Regions from separate parts of the Mus musculus genome. Here regions 1 and 3 are each linked to region 2. The links are chromatin contacts, called in public HiChIP or PLAC-seq and promoter capture Hi-C maps. All regions are on one chromosome and are shown on one strand. Each heading gives the region's core, a stretch centred on a gene start, on an enhancer-like site or on the middle of the called end of the contact. The rest is flanking DNA. Distances are from core to core; before and after follow the strand shown. Region 1 has its middle 23 kb from the start of Focad. Region 2 holds the start of Klhl9 (kelch-like 9). Region 3 holds the start of Focad (focadhesin).

Evidence for each region. HiChIP or PLAC-seq counts read pairs in DNA pulled down with a chosen protein or histone mark. Capture Hi-C pulls out chosen DNA fragments and counts their contacts.
Region 1: a contact with region 2 is called in an HNF4G HiChIP or PLAC-seq map of pancreatic cancer cells. The contact joins the enhancer-like site here to the promoter of Klhl9 in region 2. A contact is called at or near these places in 2 of 39 promoter capture datasets (the 3T3-L1 cell line and neutrophils), 1 of 484 Hi-C or Micro-C datasets (muscle stem cells) and 2 of 115 datasets of contacts at active chromatin or transcription factors (bone marrow-derived macrophages and pancreatic cancer cells).
Region 3: a contact with region 2 is called in a promoter capture Hi-C map of liver, with 2.7 times the contacts expected there. The contact joins the promoter of Focad here to the promoter of Klhl9 in region 2. A contact is called at or near these places in 5 of 39 promoter capture datasets (the 3T3-L1 cell line, the C10 cell line, embryonic stem cells and 2 more), 1 of 484 Hi-C or Micro-C datasets (muscle stem cells), 4 of 115 datasets of contacts at active chromatin or transcription factors (bone marrow-derived macrophages, cardiomyocytes, extraembryonic endoderm stem cells and 1 more) and 2 of 9 other capture datasets (adipose tissue and liver).

The regions. Positions count from the first base shown.
Region 1 is chr4:88,069,825-88,074,387 of GRCm38.p6, reverse strand. No RefSeq gene overlaps it. Among named protein-coding and RNA genes, the nearest start is that of Focad, 23 kb to the left of the region's middle. Within about 2 kb of position 2,342, at least 12 of the 459 cell types and tissues checked have an H3K27ac peak or open chromatin away from gene starts, as enhancers often do. A contact at or near this core is called in pancreatic cancer cells, where this site is marked.
Region 2 is chr4:88,721,143-88,725,788 of GRCm38.p6, reverse strand. It overlaps Klhl9 (kelch-like 9), which reads left to right and starts at 3,281. Exons shown (of 1, transcript NM_172871.2): 1 at 3,281-4,646. The coding sequence starts at 3,787.
Region 3 is chr4:88,093,081-88,097,217 of GRCm38.p6, reverse strand. Focad (focadhesin) reads right to left here and starts at 2,588. Exons shown (of 44, transcript NM_001081184.1): 1 at 2,543-2,588.

The DNA.
Region 1 (4,563 bases), core at 1,093-3,592, 650 kb after region 2:
AAATCGAGGCTGTGAAATCAGATATTCCTGAGGAAATCCATTTTGAATTTTTAAAAAATTTTTCTGACTATAATTAATAGATTATAATTATTTTTCCCTTTCCCTTCCTTTCTTCAAGCCCTCCCATATATCTCACCTTACTCTCAAATTTATAGCTTCTTTTTTCATTATTTGTTCTTACATACATGTGTGAGTATACATACATACATACGTACATACATACATACATATTCCTATCTTGTATCTGGTCGTATTCACCCCTAATCCTCCTTTTACTTCCTTCTCCAGACACCCCCACCATTGGTGTTTGTTTTGCTTGATATGTAAAAACCCTCTTTCAGTTACAAAGAATACCATTTGCCTATGGTATGCATAACAAATATTTTTTCCAGTTTGCCTTTGGCTCTCATCTCCCAATGTTGGTGATGAAGCCCAGGACAAGTCTTCTACCATGGACCTAAATACCTACCATCCCTCCTTTTGAGAAAAGGGACTTGAAGTAAGGTCTCATGTAGCACAAGCTGGCTTCAAGCTTTCTTTGTAGCTCCAGTGATGGCCTAGAACTTCCAAGCCTCCAGGATTTTAAATGTGAGCCACCATGCTTAGTTACAGTTTCTCTCTTTCCATCTATTTATTTTTGTTTTATGTGTATGGGCATTTTGCCTACACATATATGTACTACATGTGTATCTTCAGAGTCCAGAAGAGGGTGCTAGAACCCCTATGGGAATGGAGTTACAAATGGTTGTTAGCCACCAAGAGGGTGCTAGGAATTGAACCCAGATACTCTGGAAGAGCAATCAGTGCTCTTGACCTCTGAGCCATCTCTCCAGCCCCTACCATTTTTTTTTCTTTTCTTTTCTTTTCTTTTCTTTTCTTTTCTTTTCTTTTTTTTTCATGTAAATATTTAGGCTAAATGGAATTGTTTAATGTTAGAAGGTACAGATCCACATTTAGTTTTTCTTTTTCTCCCCCATGTTTACCAATAATCTGATCAGCATTTTAATAAAATTAATCTTATCTCCAATTTTAAATGCTTCTTTTATGTTTGTCTTGAGATGGCCTCACTTTGTAGCCCCGGCTGGCCTTGAACGAACAGAAATCTTCCTGAAAGGATTTCACCACTACACCTAGCTCTATCTTTTTTTAAAGACATGATCTCATAGTGTAGCCCAGGTTAGCATCAAATTCCTGAGCCTCTAGCTGCAGCCTAGGCATTAGGACAGCAGTTATGCTTCCTGCACTTGGCACTTTATGATTGTAACACTTAGCATTTCTTCTCGTTTCTAGGTGAGATTGATGCCTCACCCAGTACAGTGTTGAGTAAGAAAGATAGTAGATATTTTTACACCTCTCCTCATTGTTTTGTTTTGTTTTGTTTTTCAAGACAGAGTTTCTCTGTGTATCCCTAGCTGTCCTGGAATTCTCTCTGTAGATCAGGCTGGTCTTGAACTCAAAGATCTTCCTGCTTCTGCCTCCCAAATGCTGAGATTAAAGGCATCCGGTGCCACCGCTGGGGCACCTTTCCTGATATTAACAGGATATCTCTAACAGCTCCCATCACAGTGTGATATTGGCTTTGGAGTTGAAGTAGATATATTTTATATACGAGACTGCTGTTTGTATGCCGCATTAAATTAAATCACTTAATTCATTAGAATCTCCTAGAAAGAGGTGACACCTTATATGTTGCAATTTGTTAGTAATCAAACGTAATGTTCATATCACAGCTATAGAATATATGTGCAAAATTATACAAGAACAGCACATATTTTTTTTGTGCTTACCTTAATTGTTCATGGACTGTGAAATGATTTACCATGTGTTAATTGGGTCTTCATCATAATCATCAATTAGGAATGTTAGCTATAAAAAGACTCAGCTGTGCTTTATTCAGTGGCACACACCTGTAATCTGGGTGGTAGATCCTGGGCTACCCAGAGAGTTAGTTAGACAGTCTTTTTAAAAAAGGCTCAGCAGCAAAGAACAAAAATCTGTAAATTGTCACTTTCTAGCATGTTATTCTAATTATTATGCAATGTCTAGCTTTTTGTTTACTGGAGATAAAATTTAAATAACAGCAAGATGCTCCTATTTGAATACAGGTCAAAAATGGAAGAATTAATGTTTCTAAAACACTCATGTTCAGTGTATACTATGACAAAAAGACAATTTAAGTCACTACTCTAACTGTAGTCACAGCAAGTTGAAGTCTCACTAGATTCTAGTGACGAGAGGATGGATCTAAAGAAGGAATGCGAGGTGGCCTGCAGCAATGGATTTGAGAATCAACTTCAAGCAGTTGATAATTAAAACCACAGAATACCGGAGAGATGACTCAATGTTTAAAAAGCATACATTTGCTCTTGCAGAGAGACCTGAGTTCATGTTTAGCAGGCAGGATCCTAACCATATGTAACTGGTTTCCTCTAGGACATACAGTCATGTGCACAGACATTCACTCTTGTTAGTTTTTGTTCTGTTTTGTTTTGTTTTGCTTTTGTCAATTTGAAGAGCTGGAATCATCTGGGAAGAGGAACTCCCTTCTTCAGATTGGTCTGTGGTCATTTCATTGGATGATGGTTGATGTGGGAGGTCTCTGCCCACTGTGGGACATGTCATCTCTGGGTAGGTGGACCTGGGGTATATAAAAAGCAAACAGAGAAAGCCAAAGGGAGCAAGTCTATAAGCAGCATTCATCTGTGGCTTCTGCTTCAATTCCTGCTTCCAGGTTCCTGTCTTGCTTGAGTTCCTTGGTTGGCTTCTCTCTATGATATACTGACTGAGACCACAGTCTATCACAAAGAACCGCCCCCTCCTCAAGTTGATCTTAGACATATTGTTTTATCACAACAGTAGAAAGCAAACCAAAACACATGCATGCAACCATATCTTTAAAAAATGAAATAGATCTTAAGAAGTTTCCATAAAAAAGTAAGCCACAGAATAAAATGGTTATGAAGACTTAGAAGAAGAGAAAGAAGCCAAAGATAAAAGCCTACTCAAAACAAATAAGGATAGGTAGGAGAAGAAAGGTTTGAGATTTTAAATGAAAACAAACAAACAAATAAAAATGTTAGCCATGGTACTGGACACCAACAACCCTTAATTCCAGCCATTGGGATGCAAAGGCAGGAAGATCAGAAATGCAAAGCCACACAGTGAGTCCTTCCCTCTTCTCAACAAAACCAAAGTAAAACAGAATGTGAAATTGAAACAGGAGAGGAGAGAACTTGAGATGTTTTTCAATTGCATCAAAGGTTTCTAAGAGTAAAGCACATGAAAAGAAACAGCAAGACAGCCACAGCAGACCTCTCAGAGTGATAGTAATCTTCAGTGCCTGCCTCCTGCCCCACCTTCCAGAGGTCCCCACTTTCATACTACTTGCTTCCCTGTTCACAGGCACAAGAACATAACTTGTGTTAGACACAGTCTCAATGTCTATGGGCATATCCCAGCAAAGCCCATTGTTCTATTAGGGCTCCAAGGAATCCAGATGTGACAGCTGTTCTTGGGTAAACATGGCCACATCTGAAATGAACTACAATCCAGAAATGGAGTTCACACCTGTGAGAGGTTTTTGTTTTTGTTTGTTTTTTTTTTTTTCTTGGTTGGAGGTGGGTGAATCCACTTCTAATCCAGACCTTTGACATAGAAAAACACTCACCTTTAATGCAGTTCTTGAGGAGAGAAGACACACTTTAAATCTGGGCCAAACATTCTGCTGGAAGCCTATATAAGAATATGGAAGAAGGAAGCTTCTGCTCTTTGCCTGCTTGCTGTCACCCTGCTAACAAGTCCATTCCTTCCTTGGTATTGGAGCCTATTTCTTTAGAATTACATCAACTGCTGAAGACTTGTTAAGGCATTCAGTTTTGTGGACTGAGCAACTTCTGGATTCTTAGTCTTTCTGTTCATATTCAACTCCTATTATTGGGTTAGTTGTACTGTAGCCTGTAAGTGATTCTAGTAAATCTTTCTATATACATACATACACAACATATATATGTTTATATATGTATATATAAAGAGATTTATTCTATTAGTTCTGCTACTCTAGAGAGCCCCAGCTAATGCACCAGAAAAGCATCCCCTATACTTCCAGATAATTGAAATATCAGAATAAAGTCAGAAGACAGATCTATGCAAGCATAAGAGATCAGCAACAAAGAGCAGAGTTTGAGAAAGGACAGAGATGAGTGTGGGTTAGAAGAGTGTGGCTTTGTTTCAGCTCATGGATCCCAGCCTCAGCCAGGCAACAGCCCAGCCTCTTTTACCAATCATTCATTTCTCTTCTGAGCTTCAGTGTCCTTGCAATAATTCCTGCCTCTCCTTTCTCTCCACACCACATTTTAGTAACAAAAGAATTAAGATTAATAGGTAGAAGTCAGATTGTAATTGATTTTGAAATGAATGACATAAAATATCTCTGATTAACCATAACAAGAAATGGACAGGAACGGTATAAATAAAACTACTTTTTTACTGAAGATCATAAAAGAAGTCCTGAATGAATGAGGATCCTACCAAGATCCTGGATAATAATGACTTTATAAAAGAGCC
Region 2 (4,646 bases), core at 2,032-4,531:
TCACTAGTATTCTAAGAATTATTAAATAGTGTTTGGTGATTAAAAAGTTATTTGGATGTTTTAGCCTATTATATGAAACAGATAAAATGATGCTTTTATATAGTTTGCACACCTAGAACCATTCTTTGCAGTTGATCCTAAAGAGTCTCATGAAAGAGTTAAAAAGCACTGGGTGTGGGGGCCACTCTTCCTCATTTTACTTCCCTACCCTGCAATGTGGGTTTCCACGATTTAGCTTTGGATATTTTCCTCTCGACTGGATCACTCTAAGACTTCATTCATCCTTGGCTAAGTAGCTGCTGTCTAGTCCCTAACTTAGAACCTCTAACCACAGCCCTTCGGAAATGGACCCTCTAATCCCAGAACCACGTATCCAGGTGTCAAGATCAAACCTCGGAATCCTCCAGTTTCTTGTTGTGAAGATGCCTTCCTTTTGCCAACAGTGAAGATTACTGTAACTAAAATTGATGATCTGATCCTGCAGGGACAATGTATATCTCTAACACCAGTCTTGAGGAGGCCAGCCTGCATCACACATTGAGACTCTCTTTCAATCAAAACTATTAATAATTTTATGCTTCCTACTGAAAAATGAAAATTTCTGTGAGGAAAAACTAAGTCCCAACTGTTTAAACCATGTTCTACTTTATTTTGAAGACTAGCATGATCAGGTATTTCTTTTTGTCTGTTTGTTTTCGGGTTTTTTTCAAGACAGGGTTTCTCTGTGTCAACCTAGGTGTCCTGGAACTCACTCTGTAGATCAACCTGATCCTAAACTCTCAGAGACCTGCCTGCCTCTGCCTCCTGGGTGCTGAGATTAAAGGCGTGTGCCATCACTCCTGAGCCTTAGATGTTACTTGTAGCTTGAATAAACTGGACATCCATTCTTCATCTGAAATTACAAACACGTGAAATGTCTAAAAGTGAAACTTTAAATAATAAAAATATTAATTAAAATATGAAAGTAAATACTGGGCTGGAGAGATGGCTCAGAGATTAAGAGCACTGACTGCTCTTTCAGAGGTCCTGAGTTCAATTCCCAGCAACCACATAGTAGCTCACAACCATCTGTAATGGGATCTGTTGCCCTCTTCTAGTGTGTCTGAAGACAGCAACTGTGTACTCAAATAAATAAAAGAAACGAATCCTTTAAAAAAGAAAGTAAATACTTCTTTTTAAGTTAAATGTGAAGGTGAACATGATCTCATATGTGCTAAATACTAAGATATAATAAATGAAATTAAAAAAAAATATATTGGAATTGATATAATAAAGCACACGAGTAAATGCTATGTCTAGTGGGCCGATGACCCTAAGTCGATGCTTTTAACACATACCTGTTTAACATGACTACCAAATATTGGTGAAAGCAGAACAAAATAATCTTTTTTTTTTAAGATTTATTTATTATATGTAAGTACACTGTAGCTGTCTTCAGACACACCAGAAGAGGGAGTCAGATCTTGTTACGGATGGTTGTGAGCCACCATGTGGTTGCTGGGATTTGAACTCTGGACCTTCGGAAGAGTAGTCGGGTGCTCTTACCCACTGAGCCATCTCACCAGCCCCCAAAATAATCTTTTAAAATAGTTAAATGTTGGTGGCTGGAGAGATGGCTCAGAGGTAAAGAGCACTGGGTGCTCTTCCAGAGGACCCAGGGTTCAGTTCCAAGCATCTAGAGGATAGATCACACCTGCCTGTTACTCCAGTTGACATCCTCGCATAGCCATACATGCAGACAAAACACCAATGAACATAAAAATAAATGTAAAATAAACCATTGAAATATGAGGAGCATGTGTCCCTAATAACCATAAATGTTCATGCCTGGTTTCTCATTAACCTTGCTAGCTTAGTAGGGAAAGGACCGATGTCTTGAAGTTTGCTCTGGCACCTTCTCAGGAAGTGATCTTGTTCTTTCTTTCCCTACAGGTAGAAATTAATCTCTCGGAAGTGCCTCTTCACAGCCAGGTGACATGTCAGAGCCACTCAGGAAAGGCTTACCCCAACTCCTGAACCAAGCAGCCTCCCAGAACTTAGCTCCTGGGAAGAACTTCTCAAGACCATTCTCATTTCAACAAAGCTCTGGTATAACAGGGCACCTGGGGGGGGGGGGGGGAAGGAACGACGACCACAGGTTGTTCTACTAGTTTGGGGAAAAGAATGTTGTTCTACTAGTTTCCCGGGATTGCTGCAATTGGCCGGAAACCACCGGGAGAAGAAGGAAGGAGAAATAAAGGAAGATTAATCACCTATAGTTAAGTAAATTACATACATTTTTTTGGGGTCATCAACAGGTTGTAAGTAAGCTCTCTATATACCAATTTTGGAAAATCTTGAACTGGAAAAAAAAAATCCAGTAGGATACATGCCATTTAGAAAAGAGCCAGGAAGTGGAGCATAAGAATGTAAGTATATTCTTAGTCTGCATACAAGTAAACGCTAGAAGGATTTGGAACTTCGAGAACAGAGAACTACGGCAAATTATATACTTATTCTCAAATCAAAGTTAAAATTTGCCAGTAGCTAGAGAACTGCATGTTAATAAAAAATACTTATAAAAGCAAAGTTCAACACAAGGGAAACGCAAAGGGTAACTATTTTGGAAACATTGACTTGAATATTCTACCAAATATTATCATTATCCAAATCAGGATAACGTTTTGTGTTCAAATCATCTGCGCTTATTACAGAGTCCATAAGATAATGGAGGACATTTGTACACTGATGAAAACAGTGGACAAAGTAAACTATAACATGCTCAACTACTGGAAAACTGTAGCCAGTTAAAAATAGTGTTTGGAAAACAAAACCCTGAAAACCGTATTTATGAAGGCATTATCTCTCCTGCCAAATATTAAAAAAATGTATCATTAGGACCAAAATTTAGTGGCAAGTTAAATCTCATGTGTCTTAAATGTTAAACAAACAAACAAAAAACCTTTTACAATCAACATTTTTAATTGAGTGTGACGCAAACTGTAAAACTGTTCTTGAAGAAAATAAATAAATAAAACGATACAATGATTTCTTCTGCCAGGCTTCTTGTGTTTGAACAAAGGTTGCCTTTCGTTGCTGCTCTGGCAAAGACCTTAAGCGTAAATCTTGAAAAGAACGCGCTCTTGAAAAGCAAGCTTAAGCACACGCACGCGCATTCCTACAAGCTTACATAATGGACCCTGCACCGGCCTCGCTGGCCGGCCGGAACCCCGCCCCCAGTCCCGCCCGCGCCCTGCCCCCATCCACCGCCCCCTTGCCAGCTCAGCCGCGCAAGCGCACTAGCTGTGCAGCCGCTCCTAGCCCGGGGGATCCTGGGATTCTGCCTTTCCGGAAGGTCGGGCTGGCTCTCGGTGCTAGGCCGCCGTTCTAGGCCCAAGTCGGGATTCCAGGCCCTGCTCCAAGCCAAGTCCGTAGCCGCGACGACACAGCGGGGATCGCAGAGGACGCGGCCGCAGCTCGTTGGGGTGGCTGAGCCTTGGAGGGCGGCAGCCGGGGTGCGCAGGCCGTGACGGCCCCTCCCCCGCCCTGAGCGCAGCGGCGAAGGACGACAGCCCGGGACCGGAGGAGGTGAAGCGGTCACGTAACTGCCCCGGGTGATGACTCACCCGCTCTCCTGGCAGATTTGAGGTGCGTGCTGCTGTTGCTGCAGGGCGGACGTCGGTGTGCCCAGAGCGGTGCTGCGGCGACCGCTTGCTTGCCCTTGGTTCGGCGGCCCCGGGGTTTCCCGAGAGCGTTCTCTTTGTAACGTCTGCGGCCTGCAGCTCGCAGCGAGCTCCGGCTTCTCCCATGAAGGTGTCTCTGGGTAACGGCGACATGGGCGTCTCTGCCCACCTGCAGCCTTGCAAGTCTGGAACTACGCGGTTTTTTACCAGCAACACGCACAGTTCGGTTGTATTGCAAGGCTTTGATCAGCTCAGAATAGAGGGCCTACTTTGTGACGTGACGCTGGTACCTGGCGATGGAGAGGAAATCTTCCCGGTTCATAGAGCCATGATGGCGTCTGCCAGTGATTATTTCAAGGCCATGTTCACTGGAGGAATGAAAGAGAAAGATTTGATGTGCATCAAGCTTCATGGGGTGAACAAAGTTGGTCTGAAGAAAATCATTGATTTTATTTATACTGCAAAACTGTCTCTTAATATGGACAATCTTCAGGACACTCTTGAAGCTGCCAGCTTTCTACAGATCTTGCCGGTTTTGGATTTTTGTAAAGTATTTCTTATATCAGGCGTCTCTTTGGATAACTGTGTGGAGGTTGGCCGGATTGCTAACACCTACAATCTTATAGAAGTGGATAAATACGTAAATAATTTCATCCTGAAGAACTTTCCTGCCTTGTTGAATACTGGGGAGTTTCTGAAACTCCCCTTTGAACGGCTTGCCTTTGTGCTTTCCAGCAATAGTCTCAAGCACTGTTCGGAACTTGAGCTCTTCAAGGCAGCCTGCCGCTGGCTGAGGCTGGAAGACCCTCGGATGGACTATGCCGCAAAATTAATGAAGAATATTCGCTTTCCACTGATGACACCACAGGATCTCATCAACTATGTGCAGACAGTAGATTTCATGAGAACAGACAATACCTGTGTGAATTTACTTTTGGAAGCAAGCAATTACCAAATGATGCCGTATATGCAGCCGGTGATGCA
Region 3 (4,137 bases), core at 1,339-3,838, 630 kb after region 2:
AGACAACTCAGCAGTTAAGGGTACGTAATACTTTTCTAGTGAATTCAAGTTTGGCTCCCAGCACTCACATCAGGTAGCTCACAACTGCCTATAACTCTAAGATCCAAGGAATCTGATGCCTCTGGCTTTCACAGGCATCTGGGCTCATGTAAATACACATGATAGTAATAATAATAATAATAATAATAATAATAATAATAATAATGCATTTTAAGTGCACAAAGTATTTATTTCAGTCCCAGCAAGATATAAACCAGAAAGGGTGGCACTTGCCCTAATTTCAGCCTTGGGTAGACTGAGGCAAGAAAACCATTAGTTCAAGGTCATTCTCATCTATCCAGATAAACAAGCAATAAAACAAATACATGCATACTCTGACTCTGGCTGAATGAATGAAAATATGTTAGCAAAGTGATAAAAAATTACAAATGTCATTGCATTACTCTCAACATTGTGTGACTTGAAACAGATTAAAAATCTTTTTTACACACTTTCAAATTTTGTAATCTAGTGTGTGAAATGAATGGGATCTACATTTTTAAAAAGGTTGAAATAATTTTTATAGAGGAAGCTGACAAACAACACTTGTCCAATTAGCTTAGCAATTCTTATTTACCATGATGGAAATGGTACACATAAATTCTTCTCAATTAATTGCTATTTATAAGTCACAGATTTAAACTATACTTCTAGGGCTAAGCTGTATTTTATCATATGAAAGAGCTCTATACTAATAGTGATTATAATTGATTTACATCTCTAATTAATATTAATTCAACTAACAGTTTATGGACAATGTCAAATATCATGAGGCTCGGAATATCAGAATAATTACCTTTGAAATCATTTTATACTAGAAAAGGGTGATCTCTACTATGTGTAAATACCATTAATCAATTACCATAAGAAAAATCTATCACATCTATACAGGTATTTGTTACCTTGAAGTAACAATTTATTTACTTTTGGATTATTAGGCCTCAATTAGAGCCATCAAGCAATTAAAACCCACCAAATAGTAACATGATACAATTTTAAATTATTTCAATTAAAAAAGAAACAAAAAAAAAAAACTAAGCAAGATATGGAAAACAAAGAAATGTGAACTGTTAATAAGATTAATTTGGTAAGTAAATAATTCAGTTGTTTTGGCTATCACTTATCACCAAAGCAAGTCAAAAGCTTTGAAAACTGCATTCTTGTCCAGTTATCTCTATGGAGTATTTTTATATATAACAAAAAACTTCATGATTATTACACTTCAAAATTTAGATGAGTCATGGTACTTTCTTTGCAGAAACTGGATGTCAATCAAAATTGTAACCATGCACTCACTCGCTTGCTAGTCAAGTGTTTGTGAACAGAAACACTTGTCACTGGAGCATAAAATACACAATCATAAATGACATCATGTGTTTTTTACTTAGTTGGTTCCCAACTGCTAACACCGTTCAGTAAATCTTGAACATTTGTAAATTTTGTAAAATTTGAACATTCCAAAATTACAGAATACTTGTAATCACATCCCTTTACTTTTCCATAGGAAGCACTAGGATCACCCCTCAGGGCCAATGGGCTTTAGGGTTTATTAGAAGGAGAGGGAAAAGCAAAAAACAAAATTAAATAAATAAATAAATAAATAAACCAAAGCAACAAAAAAAAAAAAAAAAAAAAAAAAAAAACCCTTGGAATAAGGTCCAAGAGAGCTTCATCTTTTGCATCTAAATCTAGATCCTAAAAATGAACCACAAAAAAAAAAAAAATCCATCTCAAATCTTGTCAACTCAGACACTAGCACTGGCATATTAAATGCAAGCAAAGGCAGGTACTATCTATCCACCAAGGAACTCATTTTAAAAGTTTGCAATGAATGAGTCAATGACGGTATGATTTCACTGGATCCAAAACTACAAACAAGGGGTCAAGGCACCATGGCTGAAACAAACTGGGATTAAGTCCTACACAACCGCAGGCGCCTGCAACCGCTGAAGCCCCACAGAAAAACTCTTCAGAGCCAGAGACCTGAGTCAGAAAACAGGCTCTGCTCACCCAAGAGCCTTTGCATTAAAGTGGACAAAAACTGCGTCTGAGTCCCGGGGAACTCAGACAGTCACCCCAGGCCAGACAAGAGGACACCAGGATCTCTGGCGCTGCCCCGAACCAGCGACCGGGTTAAGGAGGGGTGACAACCGCAACCTGAGGCAGGTAAGCTAGACAGATCGTGCCAGCCTCTCCGGCTGCCAAGCCCCTCCACTGCCAGCGGGTCCTGGAGCCTTACACCAGGGAACCGCTTGAGGCCAGATCCTCCGGGAGCCGGACGCTTCGCTGGACCAGCAATAGGGGCAGCAGGTCAAATGCCCTGCCCGCCTCACGCGACGCCACGGCCTTGCCGCCACATGCTCCGCCGCGGGCCTGCACCCCAGCCCAAGTGGTCCAGCTTCGGTCGCCCTCGCCCCCGTGACCGCGGCTGCAGCCGGACCCGATGCGGCAACTGCCCACCCGGCTGCCGCCGGTGGACGGTCAGCCACGCCGCATGGCTTACCTCACTTCTGCCACAGGCACAGCCTGCTCCCGTGCCTGACGTGTCCCACGCACCGCCTCCACCGCTCGGAGGCGGGTCCTGTCGGAGACAGCCAATACGAAACCTACTTCAAGAACCAGTCCCGCCTCCTCTGCTGGGATGCCCGCCCCCTCGCGCGCATGCGTGACAAGGCCTTGGCGGCTCACTGCAGTTAGATGTTGAAGTGAAGCTGGGTCCCAGCCCTAGCCACAGCCAGACTTCGCAGGGGTGCAGGCTGATCTTCAGGCTCTGGGATGTGAAAGCAAAGGATCCTGTCTGGAGATGCCACTGCACAGAGCCAGGGAGTCCTGTTGGCAGCTTTAGGAGATGCAGGACAGCTTCTTGATATTTGGAGATTTTGTAAATCCTCGTGACTGGAGTGGGGAGGAGGGGCAGGGGGAGCGGGGTTGGAGTACTCATGATAGCTAGGGTTCAGAGCCAGCTTGCTTCCTGGAGCTGCTGCTCAGTGACTTCATTTCTTCCTGCTGTGCCCTTGCTTCTACTTGTATAGTTGTCAAGGCCCAGGAATTTCTGCTACGGGGGAATTTGATCTAAAGAGAGCTGGCTCAAAGAACTTTACCACGACTATTATTGTTATATAACATTTATTATAGCCAAGCATTTTCTTTAGCGAAATAGGAAGGAATGGTCCCACAGGGGAAGTCTGTGACACCTGGCACAACGCAGCAGAAACGAAAACAACTGCGTTTATAAATAAATAAATAAGTTAAAAGGAATAGAAATCTATTACCTGACTGTTTCTGAAACCCCATGCACTTTTAGAAGCATTAGGACGCTTTAAAAGAAGCCTGGGTACATCTCTAGAGATTCTAATTCTGTGGTAGGAATTTAGCAAGCAGTTTTGTAAGTTAAATTTGCAAGGTCATTATAATATGCTAACAGGAAATTCTTGGTTTCCTATACTTCACCTCAGAACAATAATTACATTCCACACACCATCTCTAGATCTTCCAATAACTTATAATGCATTCATTCTGTAAGAATTTATCTAAATTAATTTTGAACATGTTCCTGTATTCAATCGCTTATATCCTTGGGGACATGGGAGTTCTGTGAGATTTATAATTACCTTTTTGGTTTTATTAGTTTGATGATATTCCCATAAGTTTTCCAACTACACAAGTACAAATTTTAGGAACATTTTAAATTTGTTTCCTTTGTCTATTCCTGTATTTGGTTTTTTGAGACAGGCTCTCATTTTGTAGCAAGCAGTTTTGTAAGTTAAATTTGCAAGGTCATTATAATATGCTTTTTGTAGACAAGACTGGCCTCAAAATCAGAGATCTGCCTGCCTCTGCCCCCCAAGTGCTGGGACTAAAGGCATGGGCCACACCCCTGGCTTATTCCTGTGTTTCTTGAGGCTCACTTGTTCCTAATCGAGCATGTAGTTATGTCTGGTATACTGTTTTAAGTATATCAACTTATTTAATTCACAGACCAAGTTGAATAGTAAAGTTATTACATTTTTTTCAAATAAGGAAACTAAGCACAAAATATGAAACACTTTGACCAAGGCTATTTACCTAGCTGATACATTTGAAACCAGCCATCCTGTT